Regions from separate parts of the Cyprinus carpio genome. Here region 1 is linked to region 2. A link is a contact called in public Hi-C data. All regions are on one chromosome and are shown on one strand. The core of a region is the stretch at or near the end of the contact, and the rest is flanking DNA. Distances in the headings are between cores, read along the strand shown. Region 1 has its middle 65 kb from the start of LOC122139480. Region 2 overlaps LOC109061338 (anaphase-promoting complex subunit 1-like).

What was found. A called contact is a pair of places that touch in the nucleus more often than the background predicts.
Region 1: a Hi-C map of red blood cells shows a contact between it and region 2, with 6 times the contacts expected there. The contact joins two enhancer-like sites. A contact is called at or near these places in 4 of 8 Hi-C or Micro-C datasets (liver, red blood cells and skeletal muscle).

What each region holds. Positions count from the first base shown.
Region 1 is chrB13:27,820,333-27,825,533 of ASM1834038v1, forward strand. No RefSeq gene overlaps it. Among protein-coding and RNA genes, the nearest start is that of LOC122139480, 65 kb to the right of the region's middle. Within about 2 kb of position 2,284, at least 7 of the 8 cell types and tissues checked have an H3K27ac peak or open chromatin away from gene starts, as enhancers often do.
Region 2 is chrB13:27,780,796-27,785,584 of ASM1834038v1, forward strand. It overlaps LOC109061338 (anaphase-promoting complex subunit 1-like), which reads left to right. Exons shown (of 49, transcript XM_042737545.1): 22 at 793-871; 23 at 2,120-2,156; 24 at 2,284-2,357; 25 at 3,391-3,569; 26 at 4,441-4,667. Among protein-coding and RNA genes, the nearest start is that of LOC109061338, 29 kb to the left of the region's middle. Within about 2 kb of position 3,481, at least 2 of the 8 cell types and tissues checked have an H3K27ac peak or open chromatin away from gene starts, as enhancers often do.

The sequences.
Region 1 (5,201 bases), core at 1,034-3,533, 38 kb after region 2:
GGAGGCCACGTATAAAGTTTAGATGAAGGAAATCTGCCCTGAAATAACCGCTGCTCACGTGTCTGGACATTCCTGAACAGTGACGCCTGTTATTACCGAACCTTCAATCATGAGTGCCGTGCCGAATCTGGAGAACAACAGACATTTGAAGATTATTTGTAAGGTTCGGAAGATTCAGTCTGAATGAAAGGTTAACGTGAATCTTAAAAGGTTTTTATACTGTGTCCCAGTTTTTGACTGTCACTCTGTTCATGTGCATTTCAGGAAGGAAGGCAAACTTTGAGACCAGATGTGGGACGTTTGGAATGTGAAAAATCATGTTGTGAAACCTTGTGGCAGAAGGGCTTTGAGAATGTTTTTTTGTGCTTTGAAAACAGTTCAACATATTTGTGTCTGTGTATGCATGGAGATTTTTGGCAAGCCCTCACTGACACAGTGAAGCACACTGTCTGTGTTTAAACGTGATCGGATATCCCCCTGGTCTGGAGCCCCAAGTCTATATTTGGCATGATTAGTCATGTCAGAATGAAGGAGAGCTTTAGGACTTCCCTTTGTTCTGCTGTGACGTCACAATACATTCAAATGTACAATGTGGGAAAGTCTTCTTTTATGTACTGAGAGCATATGCATGTAGTTTTATGTTACAGATGACGTCAAATCGGATGGTTTTAATTCCTCATTGAGACTTTGAATTCGACAAGCATTTAAAACATGCAGGAACAGGTTTTCAGACAGCATCGTGTTTTGAATTCCCATACACGCCCAAATTTTTCCCACGCTTTACAATGCCGCAGTGAAAAAACTGGGTCTGGTTCAGTTGTTGGAACTTGGATTTGGACTTTTTTTTCTTAGATTTTAGGTTAAAACTTAAGGTAAAGTGAATGTTTTTAGATGCCGCACCTGGTAACTATTTGGTTTTTGTGTATTTTTAATCACTTATTTGCAGTTTATCATGAAATGAAGACAAGGCATAAAAATTCATATAAAACAATCATCTTATAATAGTTTTAGATGGAATATATTATCATGTCATGTCAACCACCCACCTGTAGTTGACTTAACCGATGCAGTGTGTGCATTTCCTTTCATTTTGAAAAGTCTAAAAGTTTTATTCCAGTTCACCAAACCTCACCCATATGATTTATTTTTTATTTTTATTATTATTATTTCTGGCACACATCACAATGAGCTCATTGTGCCCAGTGCATCATGGAGTTTTTAAACAGATTGTTTTACCCAGGAAACTGAAGTCACCGTTGTCAAGGCGTTAACTGGGACTCTATTCATTCACAACCTACAGAGAGAGTTTGAATCGTTGCGGCAAACTGTGTTTGGTGAAGTGGGCGTCACCAAGAGCGCTTAAGAGAAAGTCTGTGTGTGGACCTGTGACTCTACATGAATGACTCAAGTGAAGAAACACGAGTGAAACCACTATTTCAAAGGAAAAAGAAGAGGAAGAGGGGACATCTTGAACATTCGCAGTGGAACTTGAGTGCGCATCTGCGCAAAGTCTCTCCAAAGTCACTTGGTAACTTGCGCGCACCACTGCAGCTCCATTCTCAAGCAGTTTTGGGGGTAAGTGCACATTAAACTCACTAATGCACTGACTTAAGTACTGAGTATTCACAGGGGGTAAAAAAAATCTCATCATAAGTATGTTTTTGTTCTTATTTTGCATTTTAGATGAATCTTTCTACTTTTACGGTTAGATGCACTGCTCTACTCTAGTATAAAAATGAGTCAGAATTTGAGCGTGCACTAGTGCGTTCCTCCCATCACCAAGGCTTGTAGATCCTCTAAAGCACTGTCAGATCAACACGCTCCGTATTATAATTTTTTTTTTAAATCGATGCATACTTAGTATGCATTATATATTGTGTCATTTACAAAGAAATGTTGCAGGCTTTCTTACATAAGATGCACCGAGTTATTCGGGTCATTTTATTCTCAATTGGGCGCTCGATGAAGATAAGAGGAAGCCTGCGGTGCAAGCATGAGATAGTGTTTCTGACTTCCTGTTCCTCTTTAGAAAAGACACTTAATTGGAATAGCTATGCATGGCTCCATATGGCAAGCGTGCATACATGCTGTTTTCGCGTGGAAATTACGAGACTAGAATAATGCAAACGTCTCAGAATTTCACCTGTCACTGATTCCCTGTATAATAACTATTTCTAATTCTGCTGCGAGGCGTTTGACCCGTTACGCGAGGCCCGGTCTGTGGTTAGTTACTGTGTCGAGTCACGTACTTTGTAGCTCCTACGTCACAGCGAGGGGGCGTGGCCCGCGGCTGTCAAAGCGACGTCGTCTAAGCGTTTGTATCTGGGTAGAAAAGCGCGCGCGTGTTGGCTGTGTGTCAACCCGTGCGCGCTGGCTTCCTAGATAACTAGCTAGGGTGCACACAGCCGGTTTCTGGTATAAGTTTGCAGCTGACTTTTAAAAGACGCATGTCTTTTGTTGCCTTCATGAATATACGTGTTTCTTTTTCAGGTTTTATAATAAACACGCCAAAAACGAAGTAACCTGTTTTAACTCAAATGAAGCCGAATTGGAAATACAAATCAGTATTTTTGGTATGCATTCCTTCTATTTATTCACACGGCGTCGATGACGCTAAACAAACGCGACGCAACGTTCAAACTGACGCGTAACGCATTCGGAACGCGCCCCGAAACATTTGACAGCAAGCTTGAAATCAACTTTTGACCCTTTTAGTGTGAGAAAGCGCTACTCCCTCACTTTTAAAGGCGTTTTCCCCTCTTATTCGTGTCATGTTTAACCGTCTTATGGAACTTCCTCTCTTTGCCCAATTCATGTGGTTCAGTAGCCCTATATACACCAATCTGTGAACACAGAGGTGATTTCCAGTGTCCTCACAACATCTTAAACCAGCCTTAGCTGGTTTAAAACGGTCTCCCAGCTAAAATCACACAAAAATAGCCTACTAATGGTATATTATTCTAGTTTTTAGACCACTGTACTGTTGTTTTTTTGGGGTACCATATACTGTACCATCTTATAGTTTCACTGTGACATGGCACTGCATGCAGGTGTTTTAAATGACAAATTACAGTCCGGTTTTACTTGTGTTCATGGTAATTTACATATCTGAAGTGAAAGAAGGACTCGATATTGAACCGAAAGTAAGCACTCTAAGAAGTCGTCATGTATTTTTAAGGTCACATTTGTACCCTGTCATTTTACACGGCCTCCACGTCTACTTTTAGTTAGGCAACTTTGGTTTCCAGTAAAAGCTGTCACCGGTGGCCGTGGAGAGGCGGAAGTGGGAGAAACGAAACTGGCATTCATAAAAAAGTCTGGCTGTTGTCTATTGTTCTGTTTCAGATGGGTCTGAAATGACTGTACGTGATCAGACAGCGCTCCACAGTAAATGTGGAGCTTCAGGGGATCTAGATCACACCTCATATTTCAGAGCTCGGTGCGATTCATTTTTGGCTCTGAGGTTGAGTATGCGAGAGGGAAACCTCTGAATCACCGGGCCTGATTTTTGTCTGATCTGTCAGATTAGAAGAAGGGACCAAAAAAGGTGTGAGGAATGCATATATCTGTAAAATTATGCACAGCTGATAAATATTAAGATCATTGGAGGACTAGACATGTGGCCCTTGTGCAGTTGCTGTGAGCCTCATTTTGAGGGCCTCATTCTTCTCCTAGGTTTCTCTGCCATCTAGTGGACATTTCTCTCAACTAACTTGAACTCCAGCTGAGGTTAAAGTAATTACATTTTATGTTGTTTACTGCCAAAGCAGTGTGATTATTTCCAATATTTATTAAAACAACAAAAACATTCCAACTATCATGTTTATAAAAACCCAAGCATTTTGTTCTACTACTGTATCTAATCTTATTTTGTGGCATAGAAGTATAGACATTGTGTTCAGTTTGAATAAAGTCATTTAAACTCTATAATTATGGACAGTGTTATATAAATATAATCAAATACATTTTTCATATTTGACTTTGATTTTAGCTTGTGAAGAAACTATGTAATTACAATAAAAAGCAACTATTTAAATAAAACATGTAATTTGAATACTTATTTCAACAAAGTAAATGTATACATAAAAATAGTATGTATATATTTTATAATAATGGTGAATGACGTAATCAGAAGGGACACGTGACACATTTTGTCCACTAGGTGGCAGTATTTACAACATTTCTGACATATGGCCCGTGGTAATGTAAACTTCCATACAGTTAATAATCACTACAGAAAGTACTGTCAATCATAAACTATTATAGATGTTTCTGCACGTCCTGCAGCGTCTTGAATATGGTTGCTACTTAGTTATAGCACCATTTTTTAACATTTATAGTAGCATGGTACTGATAGAATTAGATTTGAGTAGCTACTATGTAAACAACATAAACAACATTATTTGTAAATTTATATGGTATATGGCAATCAATACAGTATTATGGTATATATTAGTGTAATATAAAAAAGTACTGTGGTAGTTAATAGGTACAGTGACAGTATCAGATGGTCATACTATGGGAGTACCTTTTTTATTAAATTGTGTTATTTTATATTTTGTTTTGTGGATAATTTATTGTTTAATGAGAATGTAGAATAATTGTTTTGTAAATATATATTTGTTTAATAATTTTATGTTATTTTATTTTATTTTATTTCTATGATAGTACCTTTTATATTATACATATTGTATTATTTTATTAGATAAATATGTAATTAAATAATAATAATAAATGTATATATAATTTTACAAATATATATATATATATATTTTATATATATATATTATATATATATATATATATATATATATAGTAAAAATGCTATTATAAAGTAGTACTGTTCTCTCTCTCTGTGTATCTATCTATCTATCTATCTATCTATCTATACTATTATATATATATATATATATATATATATATATATAATTATTTTTTTAATTATAATTGATAATTTTACAAAAATAAATTTTTTTAACATACTATGATAAGATACTATGATAGTACCTTTTTGTATTATAATAAAATATAATATAATATAATATAATATAATATAATATAATATAATATATAATATAATATAATATAATATGATGTATGTTAAAAAACATTGTAGTATTCTACAAGTATTACAAGTATTCTACAAGTGTGGTATTCTTTGATGTCCTTTGAAATATCATTTTACCATTTTATGATGCTGA
Region 2 (4,789 bases), core at 2,231-4,730:
TCCCGTCCCTTAGATTAGAGTCCAGAACATTAGAGCATCCATTTTATCCCTCAGTACTTACACTCTCACTGCCTCTCTCTCTCTCTCTCTCTCTCTCTCTCTCTCTCTCTTTTCCAACCCCTTTCTTTCTCCCTATTATATTTAGTGGTAATTGGTAAGGATAGCATCAGCATTACTGTGGCTCATACAGTATATAGAGTTGTGTTTTTTTGCAGAGCGGGTTGAGGAGATGTCTGGCGTTCTTTTTCTAAGATATCAGACTTAAGATTTTCACCTGTTTGGACACTGAAACATGTGAAATAGGCCCTTAGACACTGAAAAAATAAAAAATTTCATTTACATTTCATTTTTTTCATTGTAGTATTTTATTTTAGCTTTATTTTTCACTTAATAAAAATCAGTTTTAAAAGTTTTAGTTAACAGCAAAAATATTGGAACAGATTTCGGGTCAATACCATGCTAGTGACTCCATACTGTCTTACTGCTTAATTTCTGAAATGCATTTTGGTGATTTTATGTGCTTTTTTTTTCTCATAATAATTTACATTTCTCAGCTGCATTTGAAATTGATGTTCTGTATGAGCCATATTACCTGTGATCTGCGGTTGTTATGCATGCAGTCATGCGTGTGGTTGATGACTGCGCTCCTGCATCGCGTCATGATGAAACATGTTCATTCTCCCCTCACACGACTGTCATTACAGCAGCAAACCAAAACCACACAGGTGCTGTCCCACTGCTAATACTAACTCTCTTTACGCCCTGTCCTCTTCCTCTCTGTCTGTCTCTCAGAGTTATGCCCTGTACGTGGTCGGAGATGAGGATGCGATCTCGACAAACATGTTGAAGTACCTCTCCAGGCTGTCAGCAGGTGGGCTGCATGTGTGTGAGATTAGAGCCTAATGAGAGGCTCTTAACTGTCCTCAGGCTTGGTACTAGACTTCCTGTCAAGCAATAAATAGGAGGATTAATTCATTTATCTATTACATTACACATGGTAATTTGGATGCACAAATGTAAACTTTTAGGCCGATACTGTGTATCATAAATTTTAAAACCAAATTGTTCATCAACAGGTAGCTAAAATTTTGAGGCTAGACCAAACTGTAAATTAAGTTTAGCCTTTTCTGAGTAACTATGCTGGTTTTGCATGGGTTATTTTAGAATAGAGAAATAATTTTGCACATAAAGGGCCTTTTGCATTAAACACAAATTTTGCGTAAATTGTCCTATAAGATTAAATACAACAATTTAAAGTGTGCAGAAGTTTTTTTGCGTTTCTTGATTAAGGCCTAACATTAGTGTTGCTCTAACTTTTTTGCGTTTCTTGATTAAGGCCTAACATTAGTGTTGCTCTAATTGCAAATATATTGATCTGTTGTAATAATCAGATGATTATTAAAATGTTTAAAAAAATAAAATTCAATGCAGTCAGTTCACAAACATTTGTACATATATTTATATATAAAATGTATTTTAGACTGACAGAGTCTGGGGACTGTTTCTATAATAATTGTTATATGCTGATAGTTTTCATTAGCCCTTATCAGATGAACAGCGTATTTATTTATTTATTTATTTATTTGTGTATGGTGATTTTTGATAGTTTGGGGGTGATAAGATTTAATGTCTCAGTAAGGCTGCATTTATTTATACAGAAAAACAGTAGTTTTAAAATATTGCAGTTTAAAATAACCATTTTCTATTTTAATATGTTGTAAAATGTAATTTTTTTCTATTTTAATATGTTGTAAAATGTAATTCATTACTCCAGTCTTCAGTGTCACATGATCCTTCAGAAATCATTCTAATATACTGATTTAATGATCAAGAAACAGTCGTGCTGCTTTATATTTTTGTTCATAAGAACAGCATTTATTTGAAATGGAAATCTTTTGTACTATTATGAACGTCTTTGTCACTTTTGATCAATTTAATGCATCCTTGCTGAATAAAAGTATTAATTTCTTTAAAAAATAAAATTTTACTGGCCCTAATCTATTCAATGGTAGTGTATATTTTATTTTTTCATACTCAAGCAAAAAACAGGGAAAAATGAATAGGTGAGTGTATCCTTATTGTTTTTAACTTTTTTTTTTTTTTGGTCTGTTTTTCACAGGGCAAAAGAAAAACACGAGTGATCCTTTTCTGAGAAGGTACCTATGGTTTATGTTTATTGTCATGTGGCCTTATGTTTGTTTTTCTAGATAAGTCTCGGCTCATAAATTCTAGTCAGCTGATTTAGTTTCTCCAGTGTGTTTGATTGTGGGGTGTGTTTCTCAGGCAGAGCAGCGTGAAGCCCGCAGCTTCGTCTGGATGCCTGGCTGAGAAGCTGGTGCTGTGGTTGACCTCTGCAGGTCAGAGTGACACAATCAACACAAGTACACACATGCAAATATGAGTGCTTGGCCAATAGGGGTGTACCCTATTTTTAAACTATTAATCTTAACGTAAACAGTTGAGAAAGAAAACGCATGTGTATTAGTACTATATACTGTTTATTTAATTTGTGTCTTTGTTATATTGTATTTATTTTCTGCTATTGCTTGTAATTTGGTTATCTGTTGAAAAGGCACTGAGCCCATAGTAGCAGCCAAAATAAAGTCTCAAATAAAGTTTTATTTTTGTATTTTTTTTAATTAATTTTTCTACATTAATGTATTTTTTCCTACAACTAGAGTACCTCGTTTGAGTTGTTTCCTAATTATTTTACACATTGCATATTTTAGCACAGAAGCCTGAAAGACTGTCTTGACTGATGTCATATCTTAAGATTTCTGATCTGCCTTTTTTTTCAATTATTTATTTTTCTTTATTATTAAAAAAAAAAAAAAAAAAAAACTGTAGGCCTATTTTTTTTTGTTGCAAGTTCCAATTGTGGAACAGGATGTGAAAATGTAAGATAAATGTTCATGTTATATATTTTGGTTGCATTTGTGAGTTAATAAAAATGTAGATGGTAGTTTAAAAAAGATGTATAATATAATAGTATCGCTATATCAATTGATATTCTCCCGTATTGAATTGTATCGAAATCGTATCACAAATGAGGATTGATATCGTATCGTGACGAACCATCCGATTTACACTCGTATTGGCCAGCACATTCCCATATTTAAGATGCATTGTTGTTTCTCTGATGGTAACATTTTCCTTCAGATGTCTTTCGTTCTTTCGGATAAGCTAGATATAAGCATGTAAACCGTTCTACTTGAATTTTACTTTGCATGATTATGTTGCTATGCCGTGACAGTAGTTTAGATCAGATCCTGCAGCCTCTGTTGGTTTACTTTAGTTTACATTAGATTAGATATGTAAGATCTTATATCCTGTCATGGGATATGTGACTACACACTATCTTACATGCTTGTTTTTTTTTTAACACTGCAGGATTTACACTGAAGGATCTGGAGTCTGTTCCTTTTGGTGTGGCTCTGCCAATCAGAGACGCCATCTACCAGTGCAGAGAGCAACCCTGCTCTGATTGGTCTGAGGAGGTCTGCGCTCTGATTGGACGACAGGACCTGACCAGACAAGCTCACAAAGTGACCCTGGCCAATCGTAAATCGGTGAGAAAGTGAATCAGATGTAAAGAAACTAGATCTTGCTTTGCCATTTGAATTTTGTTATTATTGGTTTATTATTATGAAAAGTGTTAATATATTAGTATTAATGAGTATTAGCTTATTTTTATATTTTGAGTTTTCATTCTAATTTTAGATTAATTTGTGCTTTTGTAATTTTCATTAGTTTAAGTGCTTTTTAAAAACATTTTCATGTAGCTTTATTTTTCAGTTTTTGTAATAAAGTACTCAAGCATCAAAGTTTTAGGTTACCTCAGCTTCAAATGATTTAAGGTCTTTCAGTTATGGAAAAATATTTTTAATAAAGCTCAACATAGTTTTAGTTAACAATAGCAGCACTGCTTTTACTAGATAAATTGTAAATTAATCATAGTAAGACAATGGTAAAAGAATAAGTCATATAAGACAAAAACATTTTCAAAAGGTTGCCTATTTTAACTGTTGCTTTAATTTTGATCATGCTTTAATTAAAAAGTTTACTTATATTTCTGATATGTTTACACTTGCGTGTTCATTATCATACAAAGTGTCAAATAGAAACCTAGGGCACTTAGCAGGGCTAAAAAAAACAAATGTATAAAGCTATTTTTGTCTTTCTGAAAACAATGTTGAATTATTCTCTCCTGGATGGCTTTGTTGAAAATAACTCCCATCCCCAGTTAAAACAACTACTGTCTGAATAGAGCTGAAGACTTGAATATGGTATTTAAGACCAGTATTTTCTAGTGTAATTACTGTAATTCTGAAGTGATGAAGTGAATGCTGCATTATAAGGTAATTATAAAAGAACTGAATTGTCTACACTCAAGGACAATGTATTTTCATTGTTCATCTCGTGTGTTTGTGTTTTCTTTAGACTGTGGGTCTGAATGTTATGCTTGAGCCACCAGTCACCAGCGAAGCCGACGAGGAGGAGGATGGTATGACAGACCTGCACCCAGAGGTGACAGGCCTGATCTGGAGTCAGGATCTGAGGGTGCAGGAGGTCCGCCGTCTGCTCCAGAGCTCCAGACCCATCCGGGTCAATGTGCCCCACCTGCCTGAAGTCAGTGACCATGAGTACATAGAGGAGAAAGAGAACAAGTGAGCATACTCAGTTTTAAAACAAAATGTTCTTTATTGGCATCTATGGTTCCATGTAGAACCTTTAACATCCAAGGAACCTAAGCACAAAAAATAATTTTAAATGTAAAGGTTCCAAAAGT